Linked DNA regions of Mus musculus: all the other regions are linked to region 4. Evidence: chromatin contacts called from public HiChIP or PLAC-seq and promoter capture Hi-C data. All regions are on one chromosome and are shown on one strand. Each heading gives the region's core, a stretch centred on a gene start, on an enhancer-like site or on the middle of the called end of the contact. The rest is flanking DNA. Distances are from core to core; before and after follow the strand shown. Region 1 overlaps Il17rd (interleukin 17 receptor D). Region 2 holds the start of 4933413J09Rik (RIKEN cDNA 4933413J09 gene). Region 3 overlaps Il17rd (interleukin 17 receptor D). Region 4 holds the start of Pde12 (phosphodiesterase 12). Region 5 overlaps 4933413J09Rik (RIKEN cDNA 4933413J09 gene).

Region 1 (5,802 bases), core at 936-3,435, 380 kb before region 4:
CAAAATGAGTTCCAGGACAGCCAGAGCTGTTACACAGAAAAAAAGTGATCATCAATCAATCAATCAGTAGATTAGATAGGTAGATTGATACATAGACAGATAAGATAGATAAGATAAGATAGGGGATTAAAGACTATTCTGACTTTTTGTCTGGGAAAATCTCACTTAAGCAGTGTCTATGGTAAGGCTGGGAATCAACCCCACTCGGGTCTGAGAATTTTCCTCGGGTGATTCTGGTACTCTGCCAGGCTGGGAACCTCTGCGGTAAGTGCCTCATCTAAGTTTAATGATCTGCAAAGTGCCCTCTGGTCTCTCCCCTTCTCCCCACCAGGTACATTGTTGAATGTGGCTCAAGTCCCACATCATTTGGATGCTTGGAGAACAGGGCAAGTACAACTGGTTGGGAGGGGGGGGTGCAGCTTTGATGGGGGGGGGAGAAGAGGCCCCTCCAAGTTACACCTCCTCTGTGCCATCTTAATCCCTTCCTTCTCTTTTGCAAGAGAATTCTCACCCAGAAAACAAGGAATCACCTAGCTGCCTCTGGCTGCGGGTGACAATGGTGGAGGCGACATGTTCAAAGGCATAGGACAGCCCCACCGTGGTACAGAGACTTAAAATACAACATCCCACAGATTTCCTCTGCAGAGAATTCTCCTCACCCCTGCTGTTCACTTGTTGGATGAGGTGGATCAGGTCTCAGATTACAATGAAACTTCAGACTTCCTTTAAAACAACAATAATGGAAACATAGTTTCCTCCTAACTTCTTGATCCCAAGGGCAAGGTACCAATTTCCATCTTTTTTTTTTTTTTTTTGGGGGGGGGTGGTTTTTCCAGACAGGGTTTTTCTCTGTGTAGCTCTGGCTGTCCTGGAACTTACTTTGTAGACCAGGCCTGGCCTCCATAGGGTGACTACCTCAAAAGAAAGGAAGAGAGAAAAGGGGAAGAAGAAATGAGGTGAGGAGGGGAGAGAAGAGGAGAGGAAGAAAGAAAAGGTTCAAGTCAGGTAGATGCAGTAACAAGAAGGCCCTAATAGAGCAGCTTTTCTCTCTGGGTTTGTTACTGCCCCGCTCAGGATTCCTGGAAAATGCTAAAATCTTAAGATGATCAAAGTGAAGACATTAGTCGATAGGGGGGGAAAGTACTATCATTTAATATCCCATGTTTATTTAGCCCCACCAAGCCAAAGAGGGAAGACTGTTTGCAAGGGGAGAACGCCTGCTTAATCAGCTAAAAATGCATTCATTACCATGCTATTCACTGTGGCTTTCCTGAAATCAGACACTTTTGCCCCTAGACCATAAGATTGAAGCGATTTGAAATGAAAATATTTCCTGTCCAGTGCTTGCCAGTTTCTAGCCCCAGAGTGATATAACAGATGACATCCAGTACAATAAATGCTTTTATTAACCATAAATTTGAGACTGCTTTAGGGATTTGAAGTGTTGGGTTTCATGCTGAAAAAACGTAATGTTATCCACAGACCATCCGTGAGCTCCAAAAACAGAGCTGCAGGTTAGACTGCTTTGATCAAATTATGGCATGAAAAAGAAAAAGTCTTTCGCATGCACAATAGTAGTTGCATTCAGAGTCTATCTTCAAGGAGCACCCCAAGAGCTTAATCACATGTCTGGGAGAGTCTGGGGGCAAACTGTCCCATGTGCAGATTTATGAAGCCACCGGGCTCTGTGAAGCAGAAAGTGAGCTGAAAAGCATTGGAAAGCTCCAACATTAAGATGCAGCAGCTCACTGCTAGATAGCTCTCCTCCGTGCTGGGCTACTGGGCTGCAGGGCTGCAAAAGGGGCCTGCTACCCACTCAGGGCTACCACCACCAGGCTGCCACCACCAGAAGTCTCTCCAGAAATCCCTTCCAGCCGCTCCCAATCAAAACCCACTGATATGAATCAAACTCTCGTCTTGTAGCAAACGTCGCCTGAGCTTTCTTCATCTAGAGAAAACAGGGAACCTTGGGCAACTGCATGGCCCCTGCTCTCTGACCTCAACGCCTCCCTCTGCACAGAAACAGTTAATTCTGAAATCAAAGCACCCTGCACTCTGGACCTACCAAACCAAACCTGAGGTGGTGTAACCATGGAAACAGGAAGTCTTTCCTGGGATCAGAACAAACTAGGCCCACCAAAGGCAAGCTAAGCTGCTGCCCCTCCTGAGTGCCCCTCACAAGGCCTTTGTGTTGCTGTACATTCCAGCATAGGGGTCCCGGGCGGCCCACAGGACCGCGCATGTACTCCATCCTTGTCAGCATCCGAATAGCCGCTGCTTTCTGGCCTTTCACTGTCAGGCCACTGAGAAGACCGCAGACTTGGTGCCAGAAAAGGAAAGTGAAAAGCAAAGTTGGACCTCTGAGGTCCATTCTCCGGATACTGAATGTCCCACTATTACATCGCCACATGACATTTCATGGACAGCAGGGGAGGAGGCCCAGTCTTTGGAGCTGAACAAACGCCAGGCACATAGGCCTCCCTGCGCCCTCACAGTCCCCCTGGACTTATGAATAATAGATGGGGGTTTTGTCTGTCGTTTCCCTGGTACCCTGTAAGAATAAAAACTTGTCGCTTTTTGACATTTTAACTTACTTTGAAAAATTACCAATATTAACTTTACAGGTCTTGGCCTTCAGTCTGTGAGGGACAAACACCAGCAAGAAAAGCCATGTAATTAGGTATAAGATAGTAATTCAAGTTGCACTAAAGGAACTGTGTGAAGGAGACTCTAATAACTCAGGCAAAGGCAATCACGGCACTCCAAAAGGCTGGAAACTGACTCTGAGGATGTGTTTTGAGTGGACCAGGCTTGCTGGAAACAGAGTTCAGTGTTTTCTTAGCACAAAGAAATGGCTGGATTTTGGTGTGAAGAAGCACTCAGCCGTGAACTTGCTGGAGCCAAATCGAGGTATTCAACACTTGCCGTTCCCAGTCACCGAAGGCAACATCTACCACCATTTGCCACAAGCCCCCGTGACTGGCAGAGGGGCCTCATGCGTCGAGAAAGTGCGGCTACTTTCCAGAGAGCACAGGAAAGGGTTTGTTACAGGAGAACCCAGGACACCCTTGACTTCCTTTAGACCTTCAATAAAGTCAAAGAGAAGCCCTAATTGAAAACACTACATATTAAAAAAAGATAATGCTAACTGCTAGAAAGACTTCTAACTGTAACCATTCTAATTTACAAACAAATAAATGTTGGCTTATGCTTGAGAAAACTCCCATATCTATTAACAGCTGCTATCTACAATGGAAGGCTGGAGAGACGGCTTAGGGCCTTGAACATGGGAACAGAAAGAACCCTTTCTGCACGGAAGGTGATAAAAACAACCCAAGCCAATGAGGGACTGAGGCCCAATGACATAAGCACTCCCTCCTTTCCTACTCTGCCCGCCTTCCCAGAGTTGATTTCAGAATACTAAAGAGTGGAGAAAGAACACAACAGAAACCCCACCCTAACCCCCACATACAGGTGGCTGGCTGCAGATGCCTACAGTTATCATCTCAACACTAATATTAAAAAGAAAAATAATTTAACTAAAGGTGGCGGCATCTTTAGTTCACAAGGCCTGCCTGGTCTACAGAGTGAGTTCCAGGACAGCCAGGGCTACACTGTCTTGAAAAACAAGCAAAAGAAAAAAAAAAAAAATAGTAAAAGAAAAAGGAAAAGAAAACGAGGAGAATTTAATGTGAATGCAGGCAACACCAAATGAATACTTGTATGTTTTTAAATAACACAAACTGGCTTATCAGTCACTTAGCTGGGGTATGTACATAACATACAGTTAAGATAGATATTGTTTCTCCTTTTATTTGCTTTTTGCATTGGTTTTTGTCAATATTCCTCTGTGTGGTTCAGGCTGGATGTAGCTCAGGCTAGCCTTGAACTTTCCATCCTCTGGCCTAAGGCTCTACTTCTAGGCTTACAGGTATATGGTACTATACCTGTCAGCTTTTAAACCTTTCTGCTTTTAAAAGTCATAGGTCACTTGCAAATCCTCTGCCCTTTCCTAGGTGTCTCCAGCAATTTATAGCTCTCTTATCAGAATTCCTACTAATTTTAAAGATGTTTTAGAGCTCTTCAACATCCATCCGGCTTCCCCCCTCCTGCCCAAACTCCCGGCATCATCTACCCTAGCCTTTTTAAGTAGGATAAAAGCCAAGGATTACACTAGACCTGGCCAACTTGGAAAACCATGCACTTTAAAACCACGGACTAAGAAAAAGAAGACAGCTAGGGGGATGGACCGGAAATGCACTCAAGTGAAAAGTGGTGGGGAGTGGAATTCCAGTCTCTCAATGACTTCAAAACCCAAGAGGTGAACAATGCAAGGCTGAGCATCTAGGGCAGCAAGGAGGGCTGGGCAGCAAGCCCCACAGGGAGATGCACAGGGAACCCGCAGTCATGAAGCAGTCTTTGGCTACCACAGCCAGATGTCCGGTTTTCTTTCTTCTTACTTAATTTTGGTAAAACTCCATGACCTCTTTCTCAAATTAAAAGGCAATGCCTTTTTTTTTCTTTCTCTCTTTTTCTTTTTCTGTTTCCCAAACCACAGGAGCGATCTTTAGCGAAGCCTTCTAAGGATTTCATTAATTCATAGCCAGCCAACCAGGACTTTTCCCACAGTCTCCCACAAAAAAGCCCGGGAAGTCACTGATTGCTTGGCTGGATCTGAATATGAGCAGAGGTAAGATCAGAAATATCCAGTTCCTCCCACAGGGAAGTGAGGCATGAAAATCAAAGCTCACAAAAACTCATTACCACAGCTGGCCAGCAAAGCTCCCCCCTGGCCCCGAAAGGCAAGGAACACCTCTGATTTTCCTGGGCCATCATGTGACCTCAGAAAAATGAGCCACATTCACAAGAGGGGGACTATCATGACAAAATGAGATCTGTACCTTTTTTATGAAGAATGTTCTCAGGAGTAAGAGCCACTACTAAGGTTCAAAAAAGGGGGTAAAAAAAGGAAAAAAAAAACCAATCCAGAATATTTAGTTGGTGCTCAGCAGTAATAATTTACATTTTTCTGGGGAATGAGTAATTATCCCAATACTCCTTTTCTCGAAAGCATCAGGCACCACAAGACGTGGCTTTCCTCTAACAGCACCCCCTACTCAAGTCCTGGCTTGGTGGCGTATACCTGTATTATCAGGACTAAGGAGGCTGAAGGCTTGAACTTTGAGACATCCTAGGCTACTTAGTGAGTTACAGGCTAGCATAGGCTGCAAACATAGCTTGGCTGCATTCTCACTAATTTGGAGGGTAGAGACAAGGTTGGTGTTGACTTTATCAAACGCAGGCTTTGTGAGCACAGGGAAAATCTACATCCAGAGAAACTGCATGGAGAAAGACGGGCCTCCTCAAAAGCTGGGGAAACTGAGGCAGAACAGGATGCAGGAGTTGCTTCCAAGGTGGCCTGCAGGCAGGGCCTCAACCACTGTTTTGTTATTGAACTGCTCTGCAGGGGTCACCACGGCCTGAGGAGCAGCAGGCCTGTTTCTGTAAAGTTAGCAGGAGGAGCAGAGGCTCAGCGCTGCGGCTCAGAAACCATCCCTGCCACAAGACAGAACAACACTGGGTGTTTTCAGGTTTTCTTTCTCTACCTATAAAATCAAAAACAAACAAAAACAAATAAACACACCAGAAGAAGAGGAGGGAGGAGGAGGAGAAAGAACTCTTGCCTCCAAACACATCTTCTTTTAGAGTTTAGGATACTGAGCAAGTAAAATAAATTCTAACCAGGAGAATGTCAGTGCCCCACCCACAGCAAATGTGTATACCCCATAAGGAGGCCATAAA
Region 2 (6,023 bases), core at 2,475-4,974, 310 kb after region 4:
AAGCTTCTGTTTGAGTGACACAAAGTCCTTTCATTCAGCAACAGACAGGACGCGGAGTCAATTCAGGAGTGGTGCCCTCCTCCCATGAACTATGTGATGTGACACAGCAACGTAAGAGTTATTTGTGTCAAAGACCAGAGGCCTCCTGGATGGGTTTGGCTCTAAAAATCATTCTCAAGTGCCATGAATCTTGTGTTTCCCCAATGACAGTCAAGTCTGTCTTGCTGTGTGCCTTATGACTCTGTTGATAGACTTGACTTAAAGGCCTGTCTATAGCTTAGTAGCTGAGTAATTGCCTTGCATTGATAAGGTTTGGGTTTTATCTTAGGAGAGTAGAGACTGGTGGTAATCACTGAGTAATTCCCCACCTCATTTAGTGTTCTAATTCCGAGGAGGACTAACTTCAGGGCAGGTCTTCACTGGAAGGGGAAGTCTTTATAACTCAAGCCAGAGAGCTAGCTAGTGTACCAATCTTGTTACAAATGTCCAGCTGAAATCCTGGTGATGTATACCCAGGTACAGCTTAGGAAAAAGTATCAACAGGGGTATGAGATGGTCAGAGGAGCTCACAGTGTGACTAAATTTTGTTTGGTCAGCATGTGTGTCCTGGGGTAACGTCCACTGTATTGGAAGTTGGTAGTTGGAAGTGCCTCCTGGGTAATGGAGTTGGTCAGAGAGCTTGAATCTACCACACATACTGTGATTTTCCTTATGGGCAAAAGACATTCAGGAAATTCCTTTAAAGTCTTTTTATATTTAGGAGCATGCAGCCTATGGTCCAACTGGAGACTCTAGATGTAAGGCTCAAAGGCTGGTACTGATGCTGGGCAGTGTGCTTGTTAGTTGTTATTATCAGCCTGACCTGATCTAGAGTCACCTGGGAAGACGGTGGCTCAATGGGGAATTAGGTAGATCAGGTTGACTGTGGGCATGTCTGAGAAGGATTTTATAGATTGTTAATTGAGTTGGAAGGATCCAACCTCAGAGGTCAGAATCACTTCATCATCTGGGACCCGAACTGTGTAACATGAAGCAAGCTACAGCATAAGCAGAGACAAGCAGGCAGCAAGGCCACTCCCCTTCCCCTCTGCTCCTGACTGCGGGTGCAATGTGACAGCTGACTGAGTGCCTGCCTCGACTTCCCAAAATGATTCTAACTGTGAACTGTGAGCTAGTCTTCTCCCTGCTAATCTGCTGGACGTGGGATCTGGATGTAATGAAGAAGCTAAGGTGTCCCTCTGTGGCACTGGGGTTGGAACAAGCCAGTTAGAAATTAAAGTAAGGCATTAAAGTTAGTATGATACGCTCAATAGCAGCACATCAGACACAGGACAAGAGCTCTGCCTCCCCCAAACCAACCCTTGTGATTTTCCAGTCCCAGTATTACAAAGACACAACCATTAACTCACACACCATGTCCCCCTGTCCACAAATAGCTCCAGATAAATGTCTTGCTGTATCAAATGCTATCCTAATTTCTGCTAATCCATTAAACAAAACAAGCCTAACTTCATTGGAAAGAATTTTTCTATGGATTTCCTGACCCTTAGAATTTTGAAATTTGAGGAAATGGATCTGAAATCACAGCCCTAAGGGTGAATCTCAACCTTATACTATACCCTTCCTTGGAGGTCAAGAAAATCTCCTTAGAGGTCAAACCAGAGAAGCACCCCGTAATGCCAGGTACAGAGAGTGCACATAATAAGTGGGAATCTGTCCATTAGTAACTTTAGACCAGAGATTAACACTAGGGCTGATGTATGTACAACCCTGTGAGGACTTCTTAGCTGCCCTCTAAATTCTGTACTTCCTCAGAGAGACCTGCAAGCAGATCTTTGACAAACGTCCTTCTTCAAAAATACATAGACGTGATGAGAAGGGAAAACTCACTCTGATGGGGTCCTTCTCCTAGGGCATGGGACAGCCCCTTCTGAGCAACTTCAGAGGGCTGTCTGAGGAGACTGCCAGCTTTGTGGGGAAACTCTAATAACCACATTTACTGAATGAGATAGGATGCTTGTCTGAGGAAAGAAGAGTGGGAATGCCAGAAGTCCAAAGGAGAGACTGTTATGTGGCTGGCTGTTTAGGCTGTCAGTTTCCTTCAGCTAGATTTGAGATGGCTCATGGAGATGCAAGTGGACAGAAAAAAACAAAACAAAACATATAAAACCACTTCCTTCAGAAGCACAGCCTTTAACCCCCACAGGAAAGGTTCTCTTCGCTCTCTGACCCCAAGCTGTTGAGGGCATTTTGCTGCAGTTGGTTGGTTGTTTCTGCTGCTCTCCTCATTCTCTCTCCTCTTACATGCTTGTCTTTATTGATTTTATTCTGTACACTTAAGGCACAGGCAGGACCTGCCCAAAGTCACGGCTGCTGTTGCCAGGCTCTGGACGTGTCGAATAAAGCAATAAACAATAATTCAAAACTCTTGGTACTCAACCCTTCCTGAGCATTTTAAGCCCTCAAAGCCACAGTGTTCTGAGATAGCAGGAATAATAGATTCAAGAGCAAGAACACAGCGATTCCAAAGAGACCCCACAAAGGAATCAGTCTCCAGCTCTCCTCCAGAGAGGGACCTGGACTCCTGGGGAGAGAACTGAGCCTCACCCAACTACCAGGATTTTCCCATGGTGCAATGCAACTTCCTTAGCTTTTCTGGACCTAGCCGTTTCTAAAAGAAAATTGAGTAATTTTCATAATTCAAATCCGGGCTAGCTAAAAGACTGAGACACAAAGAGAAAAGGCTCTAGTGATCCTAAAAGGCAAGTGAGGGTAGCAGGGATCAAAACATAAGCTTTCTGCCCTTGGCCTAGATTCCCTTCTGACTGACTGCAACCTTTGGCTCCCAAAATGCTAATAAATGATGAGTTTACAAAAGGGATGACCTACATCCTTGCAGGATGCCCTCCAACCTCTGCCCAGCCACCTTACATGAGGACCTCCTGAGGATCCTTTAGGGGTGGCGATCATAACATAGGAAGCAAGACTTTTGGTAGTGTGTTGTTGTCCCCAGAGACACTCTGGACTGAGACAGGAGGTGTGAACTCAGGCCAAGGCATGCCATCGGTCTCTTCCACGGTAGGCTAAGACAGGTCTGACTCTTGTAGAGCAATAGCCTGGACTGGATCCTCGCCAAGTTCAGTGAACTGCAGAGAGGAGGGGTCGCCAGCAGGCTGCAGGAGCCTCTTGGGACTGATACCCACGTCCTTTGCTGTGGCAAAGCTAGATGATACCCTTCAGTTAAAGAGTGGCCAGCAAGTGACGCTTCGTCTTCTTCAGTGAAGAGCGCAGGTCCTGGAAGTGGTCCTGCTCCTTGGCCAGGTGTACCTGAAGCAGCAGCTTCCCCGTGAGCCCCCCTGTCTTCTCCAGCTGTTGCCATTTGCCTAGGCACAGCTCTCCCTCTGCATCTGAGCATGGTTTCTACCTCCATCATGGCCTGGGCCAGACTCTGCTGCCATAGGACGAGCGAGCAGCTCCCGGCTGTGTGGTTTCAGAGTGGCCTTCAACTACTTCTCTCCCTGTCCCGTTTGGTGGGGCTCAGTGCTGACAGATGGCTCCAGAGATACCAGTAACAACCTAGCTGTTTTCTTCCTACCTTTGCGGTGTCTTCGGGGGAGGGCAGCTGTGAGGCGGGAAGGCCCACCAGCCAGGGCCAGCAGGCCTGGGGCTGAAACGTTTGGGTGACTCTTAGAGGCTCCATCCTGCCTTCCCGGGTGTAGCCCAGTGGGCTGCTGCCCCAAGGAGTCTGAAGGAAGAGGTGGAGGAGGAGGGGGTGGAGCTGGGGATGGCTGCATGGCTGGCCTAAAGGCACTCCCACTCTGCCTCTAGGCTTCTTGCTGTCCTGCAAACTGCATTTGCTGCTAAAGGAATTTGGCTGAGAGCCCAAGGCTATGCGAACTCACCACCTCAGCCAACACAACTTCCTGCCAGCATTCACTGCCTCTGTCCTGCCTTCTGGCTGGAGGCTAAGGCATCAGATTCAGAAGGGTCATGGCCCCTGAACCTGACCTATCAGCTCCGCTCCGGAGCCTCAGGAGGCCAGAGTTCACTGGTTGAAGGAGCAGGTGCTGAGAGGAGTTAGGCCAGCCCCCAAGCTATTTGAAGACCCCCCCCCACACACACACCTGATCACCTACTGCCCATTATCAAGGGTTTCCCTAGAATTCTAAAATAAACCGTTGATTCAATGGAAAGGCCTCTCACCCAAACTAAGACATCCCCAATTTAAGACCTCTATGGAATCAGTACCCATTCCAAGAATTTCACACACACACACACATCCAACAAATCCTCCCAACCTGTTGCACACTTAATGGCATCCTGCACACCTGTATCAGAGCTCCAGAGTCAAAGGCAGTGGATGTTTGCAGGACCTGGATGTGCATAAGGAGTGTTTGCTGTGGGCTCTTGGAGATTTCTGGAAAGAAAAGTGCTCCTTGGTGTCGCCCCAAGATCACAAATCAGAGATCACAAGCAAATCACAGAGTTACCTTGCTTTCCATAATGACTTCAGCTCAAGACCTTCTCTGACAACCCTCTCTCTCTTTGCACAACTGCTTACCTGGAACGGAATCTGCATCCCAGGGAAGACTGCAAAGTTCTGCATTGCAACCGCTGGCTTACTTTCTAAGGCCGGCCAAGAAATCTTTCTATGGCACTGTCTCAAAGCAAAGGCATCTCAAACGTCCTCCTTCTCCGATAGAAACCATGTTTGTTACTAGGAAACAAACTCTGAATAGTTAGTAGAACAAGAGGACCAGGCTTTGCCCTTAGGTTGCTCTGTGCCTCTAATGATGATGTTCAGGTGGAAGAGAACCAACTACCTTTGCTCCTCAGGTATTTCCTCAGGAGAAACGGGATGGAAAGACATCAGACCAGAGGTTCTCAGCTGTAGCTTCATGAGCAACTTCAGCAGGGTCAGTGCAGCCCTGAAACAATCTCAACACTACTGTGAACATGTGTTTTCTGGGCTGGGCTTGATAGCTCTATCAATTTCGTATCATTTATTTTTATTTTATGTGCATTGGTGTTTTGCCTGCATATAAGTCTGTGTGAGGGTGTCAGGTACCCAGGAATTGGAGTTTCAGACAGTTGTGGCTGCCATATAGGTACTGGGAATTGAGCCTGGTCCTCTGGGAGAGCAGCCAGTGCTCATAACTGCTGAGCCATCTCCCCAGCCCTACTTTATCAGTTTCTTAAGGCTCTTATAACCCAACATGGATTCCAATATGGTGGAGTAAAACTATTTGAAGATCCTTCTCTGTTCAGATAGCCTGGACTTCTGCGACTCAACAAGGTGCCCTAGTTTTATTCTATTGCTGAGGCACATATACAACCAAAAGCAATTTGGGAAAAGAAAGGGTATATTTCATCTTTTAATTCCAGATCACAGTTCCTTAGCTGAGAGAAGTCAAGGAAGAACGGCCTTCCTGTCTTTACTAGCTGGTTTTGTGTGTCAACTTGACACAGCTGGAGTTATCACAAAGAAAGGAGCTTCAGTTGAGGAAATGCCTCCATGAGATCCAGCTGTAAGGCATTTTCTCAATTAGTGATCAAGGGGGAAAAGCCCCTTGTGGGTGGGACCATCTCTGGGCTGGTAGTCTTGGGTTCTATAAGAGAGCAGGCTGAGCAAGCCAGGAGAAGCAAGCCAGTAAAGAACGTCCCTTCATGGCCTCTGCATCAGCTCCTGCTTCCTGACCTGCTTGAGTTCCAGTCCTGACTTCCTTGGTGATGAACAGCAACATGGAAGTGTAAGCTGAATAAACCCTTTCCTCCCCAACTTGCTTCTTGGTCATGATGTTTGTGCAGGAATAGAAATCCTGACTAAGACACTGTCCTAGGCCTGGAAAACCCCAGCATGAGCTGGGACAGGTCATAGTCATTTGACAGTCAGCACAGTCAGCTGCAAGGGTTTTATATTAGGGAGCTGGGAGTGAGGGCGCCCGATGAGGACAAACGGAGCAGTAGGGGTGATGAGGGAGGAAGTCTTTATTTTCACCCTGCTCTGCCATACCTTTCTAAAC
Region 3 (5,999 bases), core at 2,302-4,801, 400 kb before region 4:
CAAAAGAAAGAAAAGAAGGATGAAGGAGACAAGGAGCACACAGACAAAAAAATGTCATCCAACAAATCAGGACACTGCAGCTCATGCTCATAAAACCAGAATTCAGGAAGATGGAGGCAGAAAGATCAAGAGTTCAAGACCAGCCTGGACTACATGAGACTCTGTCTCAAAAGCTCGCGTGCACACACACACAATCAAAAACAAAAGAGACAAACATAAGATATGTTCTGCAGGCATAGCTTACACACACACACACACACACACACACACACAAATCCATATTAAATCACAGACCCAATGTTTGTTTGCAAATGAGCTCTGGACTCTAACAGGAGACCCACTGGGGCGGAGAGCAGAGATCAGTAATCACTCACTCAAAGAGCAGTCCTCTACACGGGGCTTTACTTAGCAGAATCAAGGACCAGAGGCCTGCAAATCTTCCATTCCCATCATGGCGTTTACCTAAAACATACACACGCCACGGACAGGAAGGAAGTGCCTGCTCGTCACTGTAGGTCTTACAATATAACTTAAAAATACTCAAGCTGGCATCTGTGGATGTGAATTTGAAACACGTATTCCTATCTCAACATTGTCAGGCTGAATTCAAGACCTCAACAAGCCAAGCCTGGTCAGAGGACAGCTCATTGCTCCACTGATCTTCTCTAAGAGATGAATGAGCAGTCGAGAGCCAACAAAAGGGAGTGGTGGTCTCTCTGATCAAGTCATGTGTAGATCAGTGCCTACATGGTGAAAATACTCGGAGCTCTAACTTCCGAGGAAGGACAACAGCTGCTCAGAACAGACTGCAAATGTTTAATCAGAGGGAAAGTCACCTTGTCCTTAGAAAACAATCCAGTCAGGAAACCTCAGCCAAAAATGCTGCTTCTTGTATCCACACACACTTGGACCAACCTGTAACCCTAGCAGACAGCGTTTCCTGAGCACCCACAGCAAGCCTGCCATAAGGGGAGACGATGTAAGAACTACCCCATCTCAGCCTCCGAGTGATGCTGAGGACAAGTTATATCTCTTGTTACACGTCACACAGGAAACTGAACTTGGTACTGAGGCCTACATTAGAGATGGCTAACTAGAGACCCCTGGGCAACGCTGAAACACAGATCTGATTGGCCCACTCTGTTTGTGAAGGGGGGAAAAAAAAACTTAAATAAAGGCCAATATTGAAAAGTATTTTATGGAGTGGGGTAGTTATTCCTGGAACTTCTGGCTATTCTTAGAAACTGTATCTGGCCACTCCCAGTGGGAATTCCAGCAGACCACACTGAGCTGGAGTTAGGAAGCCGTGCCCACTTCAGATCAGACAGACTGCCCAGTTTGCCACAGTCTCCATCCTTGTCCCCTAGTGCGACCTACAGACTTGTGTGTGTGTTTGCTCTTAAAGACAAGGCTATATCCTGAGTTGAAGACACTTGACCTGTTCAAGCTCTCAAACACTTTGGCAGCTTGATGTAGACTACAATGCTTTAACTGTTGACAAACCTGAACAGGCTCAGAAAAGTCCTCAAACCACCCCAGGATCTGCAATGTCTTCAACAAACTACAAGCGTGTGAGCTTTGGATGTTGGAAGGGGCCCCTTACTCTGTGGGTCAAACTGGTTACTTACTGTCGTATCTGAAGGTGATGTTGTGCAGTCCGCTGTTCCTGCTGGCCGGCCCCACTCCCTGTGGGAAAACAAGAGAACAGGACTCAGAGTAAAGCCAACTTACTTTCCCAGCACAGATTCCCCACAGAATCTAAACACACAAAGCATTGTAGAGGCCCAGGGTCAGGTCAGTACTACAGGCCCGCTCCTCCTTGCACTACCCCATGACCCCACCCACCCACTCCAAACACCCTCCAGTCCAAGGGAATGCTGCCCACTAGGGATCTTGGGCACTCTTTGCCTAAGATAACAGGAACAGACTGGTCTGTTTAGGGGTTAAATAATTCATTAGCAGTACAATTAGGATAGAGACCAAGACTGCCAGATGGAGTCCTTCCAGTTGGATCCTCTGATTGGCTATTAAACTCGCCCACCAGACAGCCTCATCCGAAAGCTCTAGCAAGGCAAGACAGGCAATTCCTCAAGTCCACGGAAAACAGTTCTCACTCCAAGACCAGGAATGAACGTGGGAATAAGCCATTACTTTTAATGAGAAAATTCTTCACTGCCTCGCCTCCATACCTATGCTGGATATACACAGGGTGGGTCATAAAAGAAAAAAGACTTTCAAAGGTTCAACTCTTAACTCTCAGTGATGTGGCCATTAGTCGTCTGTAGCCTTAATGGTAGGGTGACAACTCCAACAGACTTCCCGTTCTAATGACAGCAGCCACAGAGGGGGCACCAGATCTGCACAAGGACCCCACCTCTTCCTGACCCAAAGCTGATCCTGAGGAGAAAGGGTTGCTCTGGGTCTGGCAAGCCAGGTCTAAGATTCTGTTTAAATCTCTCTCTAATAATCTGCAAAAGTGCCATTCGGTATTAATTGGGGAATTCTGCAAAGTATGTTCATTCTAAAGTGCTAAATGATGGGAAAATATTTTAACCACACAGCTAAAGTTTCCACTTAACAAGGAAGATGTTGGGGAAAACCATATGCTGGCAGCCTGGTGTTTAATGGGCAACTGTTACACTGAGACACAATATTAAGAACACTTCTGATGGGCGCAGGATTTCAGGCCACAGCCCCATCACTTCCATATGCTACAGCCATGTTCACGCAGCTTATCCCAAAGCCAGGCACGCCCACTGAAACCATATCCCTGACTTCAGATATACACAGGCCTTGGGAAAAAAAAAATCACGGCTGTTTAGAAAAGAGCCAGGCAGGCACGAGACACACAGACACACCAAGTGAAGAATAGAAAGCAAAAGTACCAAGCCTAACCCAACAAGACGCCCCAAGCAGCCCCTGGGGCTCCAGCTTCCTATCCCTGCCCTTTCTTCTCTGCATCCTGTAAGACTCCAGAACTCATCTCAGGATATGAAACTTTGGACAGTGAAATAAGAGCATCCATCACTCCATAGGTGTCAGGTCTGTGCAAACAGAAGCTGCCTGGCTTCTAGGAAGCAGAGACCCAAGTAACAAACAGGAAGAGGACAATCTAATTCCCATAGCCCTCTAGGAATGTTCAAAACTGCCAACCACACCATTCCTCCAGAGCCTCAGGATATAAACAAACTCACGGTCCACGGTGAGCCAGGCATTACTGTACGTGCGGTAGTACGCAATGAACCCACGTGAAGTTGCCTGCTGCTTGCTCATCCTTTCACAGGTGACTAACTGGATACAGGTAAACTGCAAACCCCTTGCCCACCAAGCATTCCTCATTTAGAGAAGAAAACACATAGGGCTAATAGAAAGAGGCAGCGGCAGAGAAACACAGGGTTCCTCTGCAAGGCAAAACGTGAATAAGGATGATGAATACGTGTACGTGTAGGGACAACACATACAAGATTTACACGGAGCCTGAGAGGAGAGAGGCTGGTAACTGGGCTATAACACTGACGAAAAGAGCAGCATCCAGACAGGAAAACCAGCGGAGAGGCCAAGGTCAGTGTGCACAGCTGGCAACTGAGGGAAACGGCTCCCCTCTCCTGATGCTAGAGTATCCAGTATCAGAATGGTTTTATTTGTTTGTTTGTTTTAAAAGAATGTACACAGCAGTTTCCTTCTGGGAGACAGAGAAGAGGGTGGAGCCACATAGAAGTATTTTTTAACAGGAAAAACATTCTATTTAAGAGCAGGTATCAGGGGCTCTAGTGACCAAGTAAGTACATGACTTGTGGGACCTTGGGTGGCTTTCCCCTTATCTTCTGTTTGCTCCCCCTCCATTTCAATTGAGGCATGTTTTTGACAGCATTTAGCAGGCATTTGCAAAGGCTGTGTATGTGCTGTGCCCTGCACAAAAAAAACTAAATTAATCTAAATAAGGTTTCTAAAATGTGGGGAGCTGTCCAAGGAGGCTCGGGGAGCTGGCTTCCAGGACACTGAGACTAGTGTGTGGCACCTACCCATCACCCACTGGTGTTTTCCATGTGTCCTGAGCTGAGCCCTCAGGACTGAGTGTCTAGCTACAAATCAGACCCAGACCTTGACTTCAAGTGGCTTTGGCATAAAGATGAGGTACAAACATGTCCATCATCTTTCTTCCTTTGTTCCCAAAGTCTCAGTCTTTCACCAGCTCCCACTATACCATATTCTGTGACCTTAACTGCCTAACTCCCCAACCAACCCCCACCCCAGCCATGACCCCATAAATCATTGCAACTCCATTCAGGCACTCCTGTCTCCCCAGAATCCCCTTCTCTTCGTATCACCCAGGCCTTGCTCCCACAGGCTGCCTGACTTATCTAGTCTGGTCTCACAGTTTGTCTGTCTATTCACTGGCCTGACTTATCTAGTCTGGTCACACAGTTTGCCTGTCTATTCACTGGCCACTCAGTTACTGGAGTCAATACAATTCCACGAGTGTGGCACTTCTGGGAACACAAATGTGGTGGAGATTTTAATTCTACAGACAACTGGAGCCCTGGAACTAACCAATGAAGCTCAAAAACAGGGTACCTCCCTGGCTACCAGCTCTTGCCAGTACTTTAAAGACCTCTGACAGGTATTAAGTCCTTTAATGTTCTTTCGAGACTCTCGGCATGTGAGCAGTAGATCTTCCACGGGGCTGCTGCCCTTATTCACATCCAAACTGTTTTAGCTGCTCCACAGGAGCCGCCATAGAAACACTGTGCCCAGGCTAGCTCACAACAGTTTATCCTTTATATTAAGACAGACAGAAATAAAAACCTCTTAAACACGCCCACATCCAAGCCCTAGAACCTGAGACTTATTTTACGTACAGTGGAAGGGACTGTGCAAATCCAGTAAGTTCAGAGATGCTGAAATGGAGACACTGTTCTGGGTCATCCTGGTGGGATGTGAGGACTCTTAGAAGACCCTGAAGGGCTGGTATCAGAAAACCGGAGATGTGACTGCAGAGAGAGGATGAAGAGGGAGACTGGCTGACTGCAGACAGAATGAATCACATACTTGAGGGCAGAAGAGGAAGGAGCTATTGAGCCAAAGACTGGGCAGCCTCTAGAGGGTGGGCCAGGCAAGGAATGGATTCTCCCCGCCGCACCACGGAGTCAACACTGCCAACACTGACATCAGTAGCTTGAGACTCAGAATTCTGACCTCCTGAATGATAGAAAATTTGTGTTATCTTATCCCATGAAGTTTAAGGTAATTTTCAGAGCAACAACTGGATGAAAAGCTGAATGAAAAAAGAAGGATGGATGGATGGACATGACTGCACTTGGGTATGGTCAAAGAATAAAGTTTACTGTAGACATGAAGGAGAACATAGCCAGAGGTAGGGACATCTGGGAGAGTCCAAAGTGAGCATGACCCTGAGCCAGACCATGTGAGGAGAGGAGAGGGAAGACCAGGAGAGTAAAGGGTAGACGAAAGGCCAGGTAACCAAAAGAGCTGGGAGGTCAACCCAGTCCCCAAGCCGGAGAGTTCAGGATAGGGCGCAGTGTGTGTCAGCCATACCCTGTAACCGGTAGGTACGTAGGGATTCTGGGAGACGCTGGTGACCAGGTCCACTTGGATATGTTAAATAGGCACCTTAGCTAGCCACTTGTCCTGGGTTTGAGACCCAACAAGTACATGTTCCAACCACAGCATAGATGAACTAAATCTGAGTGTAGCATGCACATACAGCATGTGCCAGGGCAGGCTAGTCTCCCCTCAGTACCCAGAGCTAATCACTGTCACCTGTCACCTGGCTTCAGGCAGGCAGGAAACACAGATCCCTCAGAGCTGGGCCTTGGCATCCTGCCAAGAGCTGGGTTTCTGCCGGGTTTGCCTAGAGGTCATCTGGAGTGAAGGGGGTGGAGCTTAAGTTTATCAGACGTCATGGCGATGTGTGGCCTCAGGCAGGTTGCTGAACTTCCCTGAGAACAAAGCCATTTGAAAGGAAGGACTAGTGTAGG
Region 4 (5,375 bases), core at 2,407-4,906:
TGATTCTCTAATATGTATACCAAACATTTCTTTTTTAAAAGGAAATTTTATGTGTATATGTTTTGCCTGGATGTCTCTGTGTGCCTGTGAAGGCCAAGAGGGTGTTGGATACTGTGGAACTGGATTAGGCAGTTGAAAGCCATCATATGGGTATTAGAACTGGTTCTCTGGAAGAGCAAGCTAGTGTCTTGACCACGGACCATGAAGTTTCTTCTTCTTTACAAAAAAAATATTGAAAATACTAACAGATTTCATAAGACCAATTTAAAATTCAGGATTAAAAAACTATGGTCAAGAATTCTATATGGCTCTAAACTTACATAAATGTTTTAAAATTTTGTGTATGCATGTTGTGTGTGTTGGGAGTATGCATATCACATAGCTTGTGTGAGGTCAAAGGACAATTTGGTTGTGGAATTTGTTTTCTCCTTTGACCTTTATGTGGATTCTAGGTATCAAACTGAAGTTACAGGACTAGTATGGCAAGTGCTTTTTTCCTATTCTAAGCCATCTCACTGACTGCTAAATTTGAACAGATTTTACATAAGCTCTTCACATTTTGCCCCAAATAAATTTTGATTGCTATTAGCATTATAATAGCATGTATAGCGTGTCACAAAAATTTTAAAAGCACAAAACCTAAAAGAAACAAGTTAGTGATCATGCTACTGCACATCTGTAATGCCAGCACTGAGGAAACTCAGGTGGAAAGCTGTGGGCTGAAAGCCAATCGGGGATACACAGTGAAATCCTATTTCAAAACAAAAATAAAAAGAAGGAAGAAAAAGGAGAAAAAAGAGAAAAGAATGGAGGGTTTGGGAAGGAAAAATAATAGATGAAAGGAAAAGATAGATAAATTGACTCTTTTAATTTTTATAAAATGGCGAATGGAAATTATTTTGAATGCAATGCCCCAGCCCTTCTTCAGTACTAGAGATTGAACCCAGTGCCTTGTGCCTGTTAGGCAAACACTCTACCACAAGCCTGACTTTTGAATTATGTGGGGAAATAACCCAAACTGATAACAAGTACTGTAGTCTCCCCTCCCCCAGCCTGAAACCTGCTTGCTCAGGGGTGGAGCTTCCTGCTCATTCGTTCTGCCACGCTCACTGCTGGAACCTGCCGCTTTGCTGTTCGGAGCCACACATGTGCTCACCTTTCTACTGGACCCGAGATTATTTGGCGGGAATCGGGTCTCCTCCCCCTTCCTTCATAACTAGTGTCGCGACAATAAAATTTGAGCTTTGATCAGAATGAATTTGTCTTAGCTCCGTTTCTTCTTTCGCCCCGTCTAGATTCCTCTCTTACAGCTCCAGTAGCCATATCAGTCGAACTGTTCATGTTGCGAGCTGCTGGCGGCCGCAACAAAGTACTATTCAAAACTTCTGAATACTATCACCCAAAACTACAGTTTCATTTTGACCCTAAGTATAAATAGTATCTAAGCAAACAGTGTTTACAGCCAATATCATCTACTGTAATGAAAGTAATCAGAGTAAACCAGACTTCACATGAGTACTGGAAGATTTATACATGATACATAGGTAGGCATGATTGTTTGTTTGTTTTTGTTTTTCGAGACAGAGTTTCTTTGTGTAGCCCTGGCTGTCCTGGAACTCACTCTGTAGGCCAGGCTGGCCTTGAACTCATAAATTCGCCTGCCTCTGCCTCCCGAGTGCTGGGATTCAAGGTGTGCGCCACTACGCCCGGCTTGGTAGACATGATTCTTATAGGTATGTTTCTTTCGTATTGATTGGAGGTAGCACTACATAGTCCAGGCTGGTCTAGAACACATGTGCCACCACGCCTAGCTTAGTTTTGTAGTTTTCCTTTTAATTTGAAACTTAAAAGAAAATCATGTGTCTATATTGACACATGTGTTGTGTGTTTTGGGGAGTTGAACATGCACACATATGCTCATGTGTAAAGGTGAGATGTCAATTTCCAGTGTCTTTACTTAGGAAAAACCACCCTGGTTTTTTGAGACAGGTTCTCTCATTGACTTGGAGCTTGTATTTAGGCTAGGTTGTCTGGCCCAGAACCCCAAGGCTCCACCTGTAATCGCAGAGCTGGGAATAGAAGCACATACCATTCTGCCTAGCATTTTCATCTGGGTTCTAAGGATCAAACTTAAATCCTCATTCTTGCATGGCAAACACTATACCAACTATGCTATTTGCAGACTTTCTTTCTCTAAGGCCTTCTTAAATCCTCACAATTGCTAGCCAAGTACTCTTATCACTGAACTGTACCCTTAGTTTGTGTTTCTTCTTCTTTTTTAAAAAATTTTATTTTATCTGTATGAGTACACTGTTGCTGACTTCAGATATACCAAAAGAGGGCATCAGAACTCACTACAAATGGTTGTGAGCCACCCTGTGGTTGCTGAGAATTGAACTCAGGAGAGCAGTCAAGTGCTTTTAATCACTGAGCCATCTCTCCAGCCAGTTTGTGTTTCTTGATATTAAAAATAAAAGTGTTCCTAGTCCTTTCCCTCCAATATGTATTATCAAAATCATACTATTGCTTAATCTCTCAAGTTTCAATTATATAATTACAAATGGGGCTATAAGTCAATTTAATAAAAGTATAGCTTCAGTAGTGGCATTTACAGCTGGGCATGGTGGTGTATGCCTTTAATCCCAGCACTCAGGAGGCAGAGACAGGCAGATCTCAGGAATACACAAAGTAAATCCTGCTTCGAAAACCAAAAACAACAAAAAGGCATTTGCTTATTACTTTCAAGCTTGTGGATTAAAAACAAGCTTTCCACGAGATTTGACATTGTCAGAATACTTCTTGAAAAATAAAAGACCGTGCAAACAAAAGGTCTGGGCTGGCGAAATGGCTCAATGGGTAAAGTTGCTGCCAGGCCTGACAATCTGAGTTCAGTAGAGTTGAAGGGTCTTTCTTACAGACTAGTACTCCCGGGGCTCCCTGTTCCAGTCAGATAGGACTTCGTTTTGGTCTACAAATAAACCAAGATCATTCGTATTAAGAAATAAAACTCTCGGCGAAATTTAATCTTCAAATTAAGTAAAATGGGGAGGGGTTTAGCGTCTTCGTTTAAAGAGTTCTTAAAGTTTTACCTGAGTCCTATAATTTTATTTGCTAAACCTTTCAACCCTACAAAGACAAGGTCTTCCAAGCTCTTTACTACTTAAACCACTAACAGCTTTCGAAAACATGTCTGTACTTTTTCTATCATTTACTATGCTGTGTAGCTTTGACTCAGTCTTCCTGGGTTCCAAGGCGGATAGGAAACCTACCTCAAAACCTAACAACAACAAAAGCGCGAGGCTCAAGTACATTATGCATCTTGTGTTTTGTATCCTCAGAGCTCACAAGCTGGTGGAAGAAGCCGGCGGGCGGCTCGGAGCTCCTTAGCTACCACAAGCTCCACACTTGTCGTGCTTAGCTTCACTCGACCCGCCACACCTCGAAAGACCAGGGAACAGGTCCGCCAACTGTGCAGAGCGGACGTTGCAATCCTGGGGAGGAGGCCGGCGCCTACACACAGCCATAACCGGAGCAACTGGAAATGACAGAAAGCCTAGTGTTTCCCGGAGGCACCGCCCAGTCACTTCCGGTTCCGTAAGCCTATTGTTCCCGCCCTCAGCCTACACTTTCAACAAAACTTCGGGTTCTGGTAGCTCCCTCGGGCACTCTTATATTTCCTTCACTCTTCGCCTTTTACCCATGTTGAATAAAAACACCAAGGCGCTCGAAACTCGAGACCGGCGGTCAAGACAAGAAGGAGCTGGCAAGTGGCCTTGGCGAAAGTGCGAGTCGGGAACACCGCGCGCTTGATGCTCACACCCCGGCTTCTGCTTGCCGCCGACCGGAAGTCCACGGTCTGAATGGGTCTTGTACCCGGCCACGGCCGCTCCTCCCGGTGGACTTGACAGCGGGCGACTCTGGATCTCTGATCTCGTCGGCTGCCAGGTTCATGTGGAGGCTCCCGGGCCGCAGCGCGCTTCGTGGGGTCCGGTCGGTGGTGGAGCGGCGCAGCCGGGCCGAGGCAGGGACTCACGAGGCGGTGCGCGCCATGGAGCGCGCGGTGGTGCGCTGTGTGCCCTCGGAGCCCAAGCTCAGCCTGTCTTTCGCGTTGGCCGACGGCAGCCACAAAAACATGCAGAGGGACCAGAGCGAGCCTCTGGGCCGGGCCCTCAGCCGGATCGCTACCAACGCCCTCAAGGGACACGCAAAGGTAGCGGCCGCCAAGAAGAGCAGGAAGAACCGAGCCCACTCGAGCGGTGGCGCGGCCTGTGAGGCTACAGGGCCTGAGCCGGTTGCGACCTGCGAGCCGGTGGTGAAGCTGTACTACCGGGAGGAGGCGGTGGCCGAGGATGTGCTCAATGTGGACGCCTGGCAGGACGGAGCGGTGCTGCAGATCGGCGACGTCAAGTACAAGGTGGAGCGCAACCCGCCCACCTTCACGGAGCTGCAGTTGCCGCGCTACATCATGGCTGGCTTCCCTGTGTGCCCCAAACTCGGCGTGGAATTTGGGGATCCCGCCAGCTCCGTGTTCCGCTGGTACAAGGAAGTCAAACCCGGGGCGGCAGAACCTGGGGACAGCGGCCCCGCGTCCTCGTCTCACTCTTCGCAGCCTTCAGCTTGGATCGAGACCGGTGTGGACGAGCGCGTCTACACCCCGTGCAATGCAGACATCGGGCTCCGGCTCCGGCTTCACTGTACACCGGGCAATGGGCAGCGCTTCGGGCCAAGCCGGGAGCTAGAAAGCCTGTGCCCGGTGGAGGCCGGGCCTGGCACCTGCACTTTTGACCATCGACATCTGTACACCAAGAAGGTGACGGAGGACTCTTTCATCCGCACTGTCTCCTACAACATCCTGGCAGACACGTACGCCCAGACTGAGTTCTCTCGGACGGTCTTGTACCCGTACTGTGCCCCCTACGCCCTGGAGCTTGACTACCGCCAGAATCTCATACAGAAGGAGCTCACAGGCTACAACGCAGACCTCATCTGTTTGCAGGAGGTGGACCGCGCGGTGTTCTCCGACAGCTTGGTACCGGCCCTGGAGGCCTTCGGGCTGGAGGGCGTGTTCCGAATCAAGCAGCACGAAGGCCTGGCCACTTTCTACCGGAAGTCCAAGTTCAGGCTCCTTAGTCAACATGACATCTCTTTTCAAGAAGCCCTCAAGTCGGACCCACTGCACAAAGAATTACTAGAGAAGCTGGCTTTGAACCCATTAGCACAGGAGAAGGTCCTCCAGAGGTCATCTGTCCTTCAGGTCAAGTAGCTCTGCTTGTTTTCTTCATACTCGCCCAGGATTAGGGGTTGCCGGAGTATAGGGGGTTGGGTATTAGTACTCGTCATTGGAAATACGCATTTCTTTAAAGTGTTTTTGCTCC
Region 5 (5,523 bases), core at 685-3,184, 290 kb after region 4:
GAGAGACTTGGCTGTCACATGGCAATCACAAGACATAATCACAAGACATGAGTATCACTTTCAGTAGTTTCCCAAGGCTAAGGTAGGTTAACTATCCAAGGGCTAGAGAAAGGTGACAGTCTTCAGTCTGCAAGCCCTACCCACCTCAGTATATCCCTAGAAAAGCTGTTGTGGTTCAACTGTTTGTCTACCTCCACAATTAGAAAACATTACCAAACCAGCCAAGGGCTGTAATGAGGACCCACAGGTGAGTGAAGAGAGCTGCCCCAGGCTCCTCCCACAGGAAGTTAAGATAGACAAAGAGATCAAATATCCTAACACCCTGTGGTGATAAACAAATGAATGTAGATCACAGTGAGTCTCAAATAGGTTCTTGTGGACCTTCAGATGGCCATGGCTTGTGGCTTGTTTGCGTCTGGGACAACTCAGAAGAAGGTGACAGTTCAACAGTTGAACAACATGAAGCAACAGGCAACACCTGCTGCTCTGCTCTGGATGCTGATAGTTAAAATTCCTGGTTTTGCACATGCAGGATAAACTTCATATTTATATGAAGCAAATAAATAAAATTTTAAAAACAAAGTTTTGTGAGTTTTTTTTTTTTCACATTTTCGGTGATTAACACAAGGATCTCTCTTGCAAGCTTTCTTTTCTCTCCTTTCCTCCCACTTTCCCCTCTCTTCTATTTCTTCCTCTCCGCTCTGTCTCTTTCCTCTTTGTCTTTTCTCTGCTCTCTCCTCTCTGCTCTCTGCTCTCTCCTCTCCTTTCCCCCTTTCTGCCTTTCTTTCTCCTGTCTCTCTTTCCTTCTATCCAGTCTGTCCCTCAACCATCTCTCTTTCCTTTCACCTCCTCACCCGCCTTTTCTTTCCTTCTGTCTCCTACTATTTTTGTTTGTTTGTTTACAGAGAAGACAGAATCTTTTTATGTAGTATATGCAGGTTAGTCTTAAGGTCAGGGTCTTCCTGCTTCAGTCTCCCTCCCAAGGACTGGGACTGAGTGTGTATACCATACCCAGCTACCAGCCACACTTTATATCTCACTATCATAATTTAATCTTACAAACATAAATAATTATATGAAACCCTGGGAGATACTGACCTTCCTAGGAGCAAAGTGCATGGTTAAATGTTGGGACTTGGAGATCTAGCCTGGGCTATAAAGTGAAACTTTGTCAGCATAGAAGGAAAACAGTTCATAGTCACTCTAGATATGAGTTCTGTGGACACTCTGAGCTTCTTAGCAACCTGACGGAAATCAAATAATGAAAGTCTGAACTATTTAAGTATTGTAGAAAATATTGTTCCAATATGTTGGCATCTTCTTATTTTTCTTTTTCTTTTGCCATATCTAATTCTAGAGAAACCCACTTTCATGTTTAACAGTAAAATTTATCTTTTCAGGCTAGTTGGCCTTTTGTTTGTTTGTTTGTTTGTTTGTTTCTTTCTTTCTTTCTTTCTCCCCCCCACCTTTCTTTGAGGCAGGGTCCTACTATATAGCTTTAATGTCCTGGAACTTGCTATGTAAACAAGGCTGGCCTTGGTTTACATAGAGATTTCATAGAGCTGTACCTTCCTTTGCCTCCCCTGGTATAAAAGGCATGTGCCACAATGCCAGGTTAAACTACTGTTACTTGCAGTTATTGAGAGACTTAGAGCACTTGGGCCATTAAAGATGTGAACCTGAGGTACACAGATGAGAGAGAGAGAGAGGGAGGGAGAGAGAGAGAGAGAGAGAGAGAGAGAGAGAGAGAGAGAGATTAGATCATTACTTCTTGTCACTTTATTGTCTTGGAACAAAGAGAAGCAGAGTAATCCATGCAGGCTATGGAGGGAAGAGAAAATGGCCTCAGGAATGTTCTCTAGATTGAGGGGAATGTGGCCTTGGACTTTTCTTCCTGACCCTGGGGCAATCTGACTCAGCAGATTCAGCATAAAGGGTGCATTGTCTCAAGAGAACAGCCTCCAAGAACGCAGCTGTTTTCTTTGCTCGCCTGTGCTGTATGGACTCCAGATCCAAAGACTCCCTGGTAATGGGAAAACCATGAGAAAACCTAAGAAGCCACGGGACAGTGTGTAGTTATCCTCTACCTGCCTCTTCACTGTCCATCATTTACTGTCAGGGGGACTGATTGTTGCAAAAATGTACTTCTCAGCCTCAACAAATGCTTACATCTTCAGGTCCCTTCTGTTTTGAAGATGGTGTCTGCCTGAACCTACAAGTGTTAGCATTCTTGACTCTGAGTGGAGGTAGAGACAATTGTCAATTTGGAAGAGTTTGGGTAACAGCATAAGGCATGTCAAGTGATCAGGTCCAGCCAGCTGTCTATCCACCAGGCCACCTCATCCTCACTAAGGTAGCCTCTAAGGTACACTGAAGCTCACCAGGCCACAGGAACTAGATTTTCATCACAGGTCACTGCTAGACAATCAGAGATAGACAATAAAAATGGTTAGCCAGATGTGATGGATGGCAATTTTTGATTGTCAACTTGATTATCTTACGTTTTTGGTTGGAGAAAGGATAGATGAATCATGTTAGGTGTAATTATGACCTGGTAATTGTCTTCATTTGGAAATTAATAATGGCACAGGAGATATGATTGTGTGTCAAGATGACACTGGGTGAATTTGGGATGGCTATGATTGGTTATTAACTTGATTACATCTGGAATTAAGTCAAACCCAGCAATAGAGGGGTACACCTGGGAGGGAATTTGGTGCTGAGTTAAAGTGGGAAGACCTATATCGAATCCTGACCTTGAAGGTAGGAAGTCAAGACCTTCAAACCAGATCTTTTGAGCTGGGAAACCCCACCTCAAATGTGGGCCATTTCTGTTGAAAGCCTATATTAGGACCCAGAGGAGGAAGTAGTTGCTCTTTGCCTACCTGCTCTCACCTTGCTAACAAGTCCATTCCTTCACTGGCATTAGAGCCTGCTTCTTCAGGATTCCAGCATATACTGAAGACCAGCTGAGACATCCAGCCTTGTGGACTCTCCTATTGGACTCTCCATTCATGGACAGCCATTGTTGGATTACCTGCACCACAGCCTGTAAGTCTTTCTAATAAATGCCTTTCCTATATATGGAGAGAGTCGTTTTGTAAGTTCTGTTCCACTAGAGAACACTAGAGAACCCGGGCTACTACACCAGGCATGTAGAGAAGACCTTGTGGTCTCATAACAGTCCCAGCTCAGCTACAGATTTCCAATGGCCACCTCCCCTTCACCTGTTTCTCAGGGGATGCACTGATGATGGCAGCAGTCTTGGTTTCTATAACTTCTCTACAAGGCAATTTTACTAAAAGTTGGAACACACTGTGATGTAACTTCCTGAGGGCATCAGACGGAGACATTCCAGTTCATATGAGGAATGCTATGTAATTCCCGATGCTCCGTTTCTGTGACAAAGACCTGGTGGCCCCATCCACATGAAGAACAGAGGACAAACTTGTGGGAAGTTTGTTCTCTCTGTCAACCCTGTGAATCCCAGGGAAGAAAATCAAGTTTGTAGGCCTGGAAACAAGTACTATTCTGTGCTGAGCCATCTGGCCAGCTGACTACACCAGCCATAGAATTGAAAGAACTATGTATCTATATTGGTGTTCCTTGTGTGTATATATGCCCTTTATTTATAAAGAGTAGATTTTTGTATCTTTGGTTTGACAGCACCAGTCTTGGGACCCCCAGGATTACTTTCTTCATACACTAACCCAGAAATCCCCCCAAGAATAAATCAGTCATCTGAACAAACACTTCCTTGATATACCCTGAGGGCTGCTGTGGTAAAAAGCAGCATCAACCACTACTCTCTCTTCTTAGCCCTGCACAGAGAAGCCCCCAGCTCAGGCACGTGGCCTCTGCCCCAGATTATGTCCACACAGGCTTTCCTGAAGCTTCCTCTCAACACTGCCTGGTTGGAGCATCTAAAGGGGTTCCTTACCCTGCACCACACCAGCAGGGTTTTCTTAGTTCTGCATCTCATCTGATGGGCCTAATCTACATTGTCATCCTAGATGAGACATGACAGACCTGCTCCAACCCCGACAGTAAGTGATGCTGGAGCAGGATCCTGAACACATGAATACCCTGCTTAGGTATCTGGTAGCCAAAGGCAATTAGCATGCACACCTCATGCCCCTGTCCCTGCAGATCTCCAGAAACCTCCCTCATTTGTTGCAAGTGATCTAGACCATCTACTATAAAACAAATGGCTGGAAGGACAAAAGCCAAGTGCAGGGACTGGATGAGCACCCTTTAAGAGGAGTTGTTGCTCTCCCTGAGGGCCCAAGGAGCAGCTAACAAGCCTCTGTAACTTCAGTTCCAGATGGAATCTATTGCCCTCTTCTGGCGCATGTGGGAATTGCATGCATGTGGTACACAGGCCCTTAGCATGCAAAACACCCATACACATAAATGAATGAAATAAATCTCAAACACAAACAAACAAAAGCAGAAAAACAAAACTATATCCCTACATGTCGAGGAAGTCATTGTCTCTGCAATGCATCTATCACTAATGCTATATTTCATGAAAACCAGAGGCAGATAGCTCAGGGTTTTCTGATTTCTTCTATACACACTTAAATTTTTCATCTCTTAAGGTATTAGAGGAGTACAGTTATGTCTTCTATTAATTTGGTCTTTTTGATCATTTTATGAACCTGAGTATATAGAGTATTGTATTTTAGTAACATTTAGTATATTTAGCTAATATGACCTCAGAGATATAGTAGAGATAGTTTTGCTCTCACAAGGGAGTATCCACAGAGACCATCTACACGCAAGACATCACCCCTCTGTGTAGCATTATGAACCCCAGCTAGGAACTCACTGTGTAGACCAAGCCACTTGGCACTTGCAGACATCCATCTCTGCCTGGGAGTTCTGGTGTTACAGGACTGTGATGCCGCAACTGATTCCAGACAGTCCTTAAGAGAGAAGAGTGGGAAATTGCTTTTTCATTCATAAAACAGTAATTTTACCCAATGGGGGCTTAAAAACAGCAGCCATTATATACAACCTTACCAAAATAGCAAATCAATGACAAGACCCTTGCTTCTCCAATGCCTGCCAAGGAATTGCCACTTGTGTGACCACCCCAGGAGAGGGGCTTCCTATGCCAATGTCCTTCTTCTGGGTTCAGAGGGCTGACCTGTGACACTGCCACTAATTCCTGCAGAGGAAACATTTGCCAGCATGGGGCACTTGCCATAAAGACCTGGAGCACCCATCTGTATCAGCCCTGCTGGATATGCTGGAAGGTTCTGCAAGTCAGACAGAGGACAATGAGTGTGCTTCCAGCCCCTGCCACAATGTGGCCGTGTACCAGGATGGAATCAATGGCTACTCCTGGTTATGTGTGCCTGGATACCAAGGTGGGCATAGTGACCTGGAAGTGGATTCTTTCTTTCTTTCTTTCTTTCTTTCTTTCTTTCTTTCTTTCTTTCTTTCTTTCTTTCTTTCTTTCTTTCTCTCTCTCTCTCTCTCTCTCTCTCTCTCTCTCTCTCTCTCTCTCTCTCTCTC

Evidence for each region. Promoter capture Hi-C pulls out the DNA fragments that hold promoters and counts their contacts. HiChIP or PLAC-seq counts read pairs in DNA pulled down with a chosen protein or histone mark. Capture Hi-C pulls out chosen DNA fragments and counts their contacts.
Region 1: an H3K27ac HiChIP or PLAC-seq map of stem cell-derived neural progenitor cells shows a contact between it and region 4, with 3 times the contacts expected there. The contact joins the enhancer-like site here to the promoter of Pde12 in region 4. A contact is called at or near these places in 3 of 39 promoter capture datasets (the C10 cell line, the HPC-7 cell line and cranial neural crest), 17 of 115 datasets of contacts at active chromatin or transcription factors (the HPC-7 cell line, bone marrow-derived macrophages, craniofacial prominence and 10 more) and 3 of 9 other capture datasets (adipose tissue, liver and macrophages).
Region 2: a promoter capture Hi-C map of liver shows a contact between it and region 4. The contact joins the promoter of 4933413J09Rik here to the promoter of Pde12 in region 4. A contact is called at or near these places in 3 of 39 promoter capture datasets (embryonic stem cells, liver and stem cell-derived epiblast-like cells), 5 of 115 datasets of contacts at active chromatin or transcription factors (the SCID.adh cell line and embryonic stem cells) and 1 of 9 other capture datasets (liver).
Region 3: a contact with region 4 is called in a promoter capture Hi-C map of neural stem cells. The contact joins the enhancer-like site here to the promoter of Pde12 in region 4. A contact is called at or near these places in 7 of 39 promoter capture datasets (the C10 cell line, the HPC-7 cell line, cranial neural crest and 3 more), 2 of 484 Hi-C or Micro-C datasets (embryonic fibroblasts and gonadal supporting cells), 15 of 115 datasets of contacts at active chromatin or transcription factors (the SCID.adh cell line, T-cell acute lymphoblastic leukemia, bone marrow-derived macrophages and 11 more) and 1 of 9 other capture datasets (adipose tissue).
Region 5: an H3K4me3 HiChIP or PLAC-seq map of embryonic stem cells shows a contact between it and region 4, with 20 read pairs. The contact joins the enhancer-like site here to the promoter of Pde12 in region 4. A contact is called at or near these places in 4 of 39 promoter capture datasets (embryonic stem cells, liver and stem cell-derived epiblast-like cells), 2 of 484 Hi-C or Micro-C datasets (B cells and the G1E-ER4 cell line) and 4 of 115 datasets of contacts at active chromatin or transcription factors (the 230-238 cell line, embryonic stem cells and stem cell-derived neural progenitor cells).

The regions. Positions count from the first base shown.
Region 1 is chr14:27,047,279-27,053,080 of GRCm38.p6, reverse strand. All of the region lies in intron 1 of Il17rd (interleukin 17 receptor D), which reads right to left. Among named protein-coding and RNA genes, the nearest start is that of Il17rd, 11 kb to the right of the region's middle. Within about 2 kb of position 2,185, at least 60 of the 459 cell types and tissues checked have an H3K27ac peak or open chromatin away from gene starts, as enhancers often do. A contact at or near this core is called in embryonic forebrain, neural tube and stem cell-derived neural progenitor cells, where this site is marked.
Region 2 is chr14:26,355,248-26,361,270 of GRCm38.p6, reverse strand. It overlaps 4933413J09Rik (RIKEN cDNA 4933413J09 gene), which reads right to left and starts at 3,724. Exons shown (of 8, transcript NR_038005.1): 1 at 3,596-3,724.
Region 3 is chr14:27,072,038-27,078,036 of GRCm38.p6, reverse strand. It overlaps Il17rd (interleukin 17 receptor D), which reads right to left. Exons shown (of 13, transcript NM_134437.3): 2 at 1,629-1,686. Among named protein-coding and RNA genes, the nearest start is that of Il17rd, 36 kb to the right of the region's middle. Within about 2 kb of position 3,551, at least 15 of the 459 cell types and tissues checked have an H3K27ac peak or open chromatin away from gene starts, as enhancers often do.
Region 4 is chr14:26,668,127-26,673,501 of GRCm38.p6, reverse strand. Pde12 (phosphodiesterase 12) reads left to right here and starts at 3,656. Exons shown (of 3, transcript NM_178668.3): 1 at 3,656-5,254. The coding sequence starts at 3,950. It overlaps Mir7672 (microRNA 7672), which reads left to right and starts at 3,894; the gene lies at 3,894-3,955.
Region 5 is chr14:26,375,667-26,381,189 of GRCm38.p6, reverse strand. It overlaps 4933413J09Rik (RIKEN cDNA 4933413J09 gene), which reads right to left. Exons shown (of 8, transcript NR_038005.1): 4 at 4,832-4,928. It overlaps Gm52114 (a long non-coding RNA gene), which reads left to right. Exons shown (of 4, transcript XR_003951124.1): 4 at 2,930-3,076. Among named protein-coding and RNA genes, the nearest start is that of Gm52114, 12 kb to the left of the region's middle. Within about 2 kb of position 1,934, at least 30 of the 459 cell types and tissues checked have an H3K27ac peak or open chromatin away from gene starts, as enhancers often do. A contact at or near this core is called in embryonic stem cells, where this site is marked.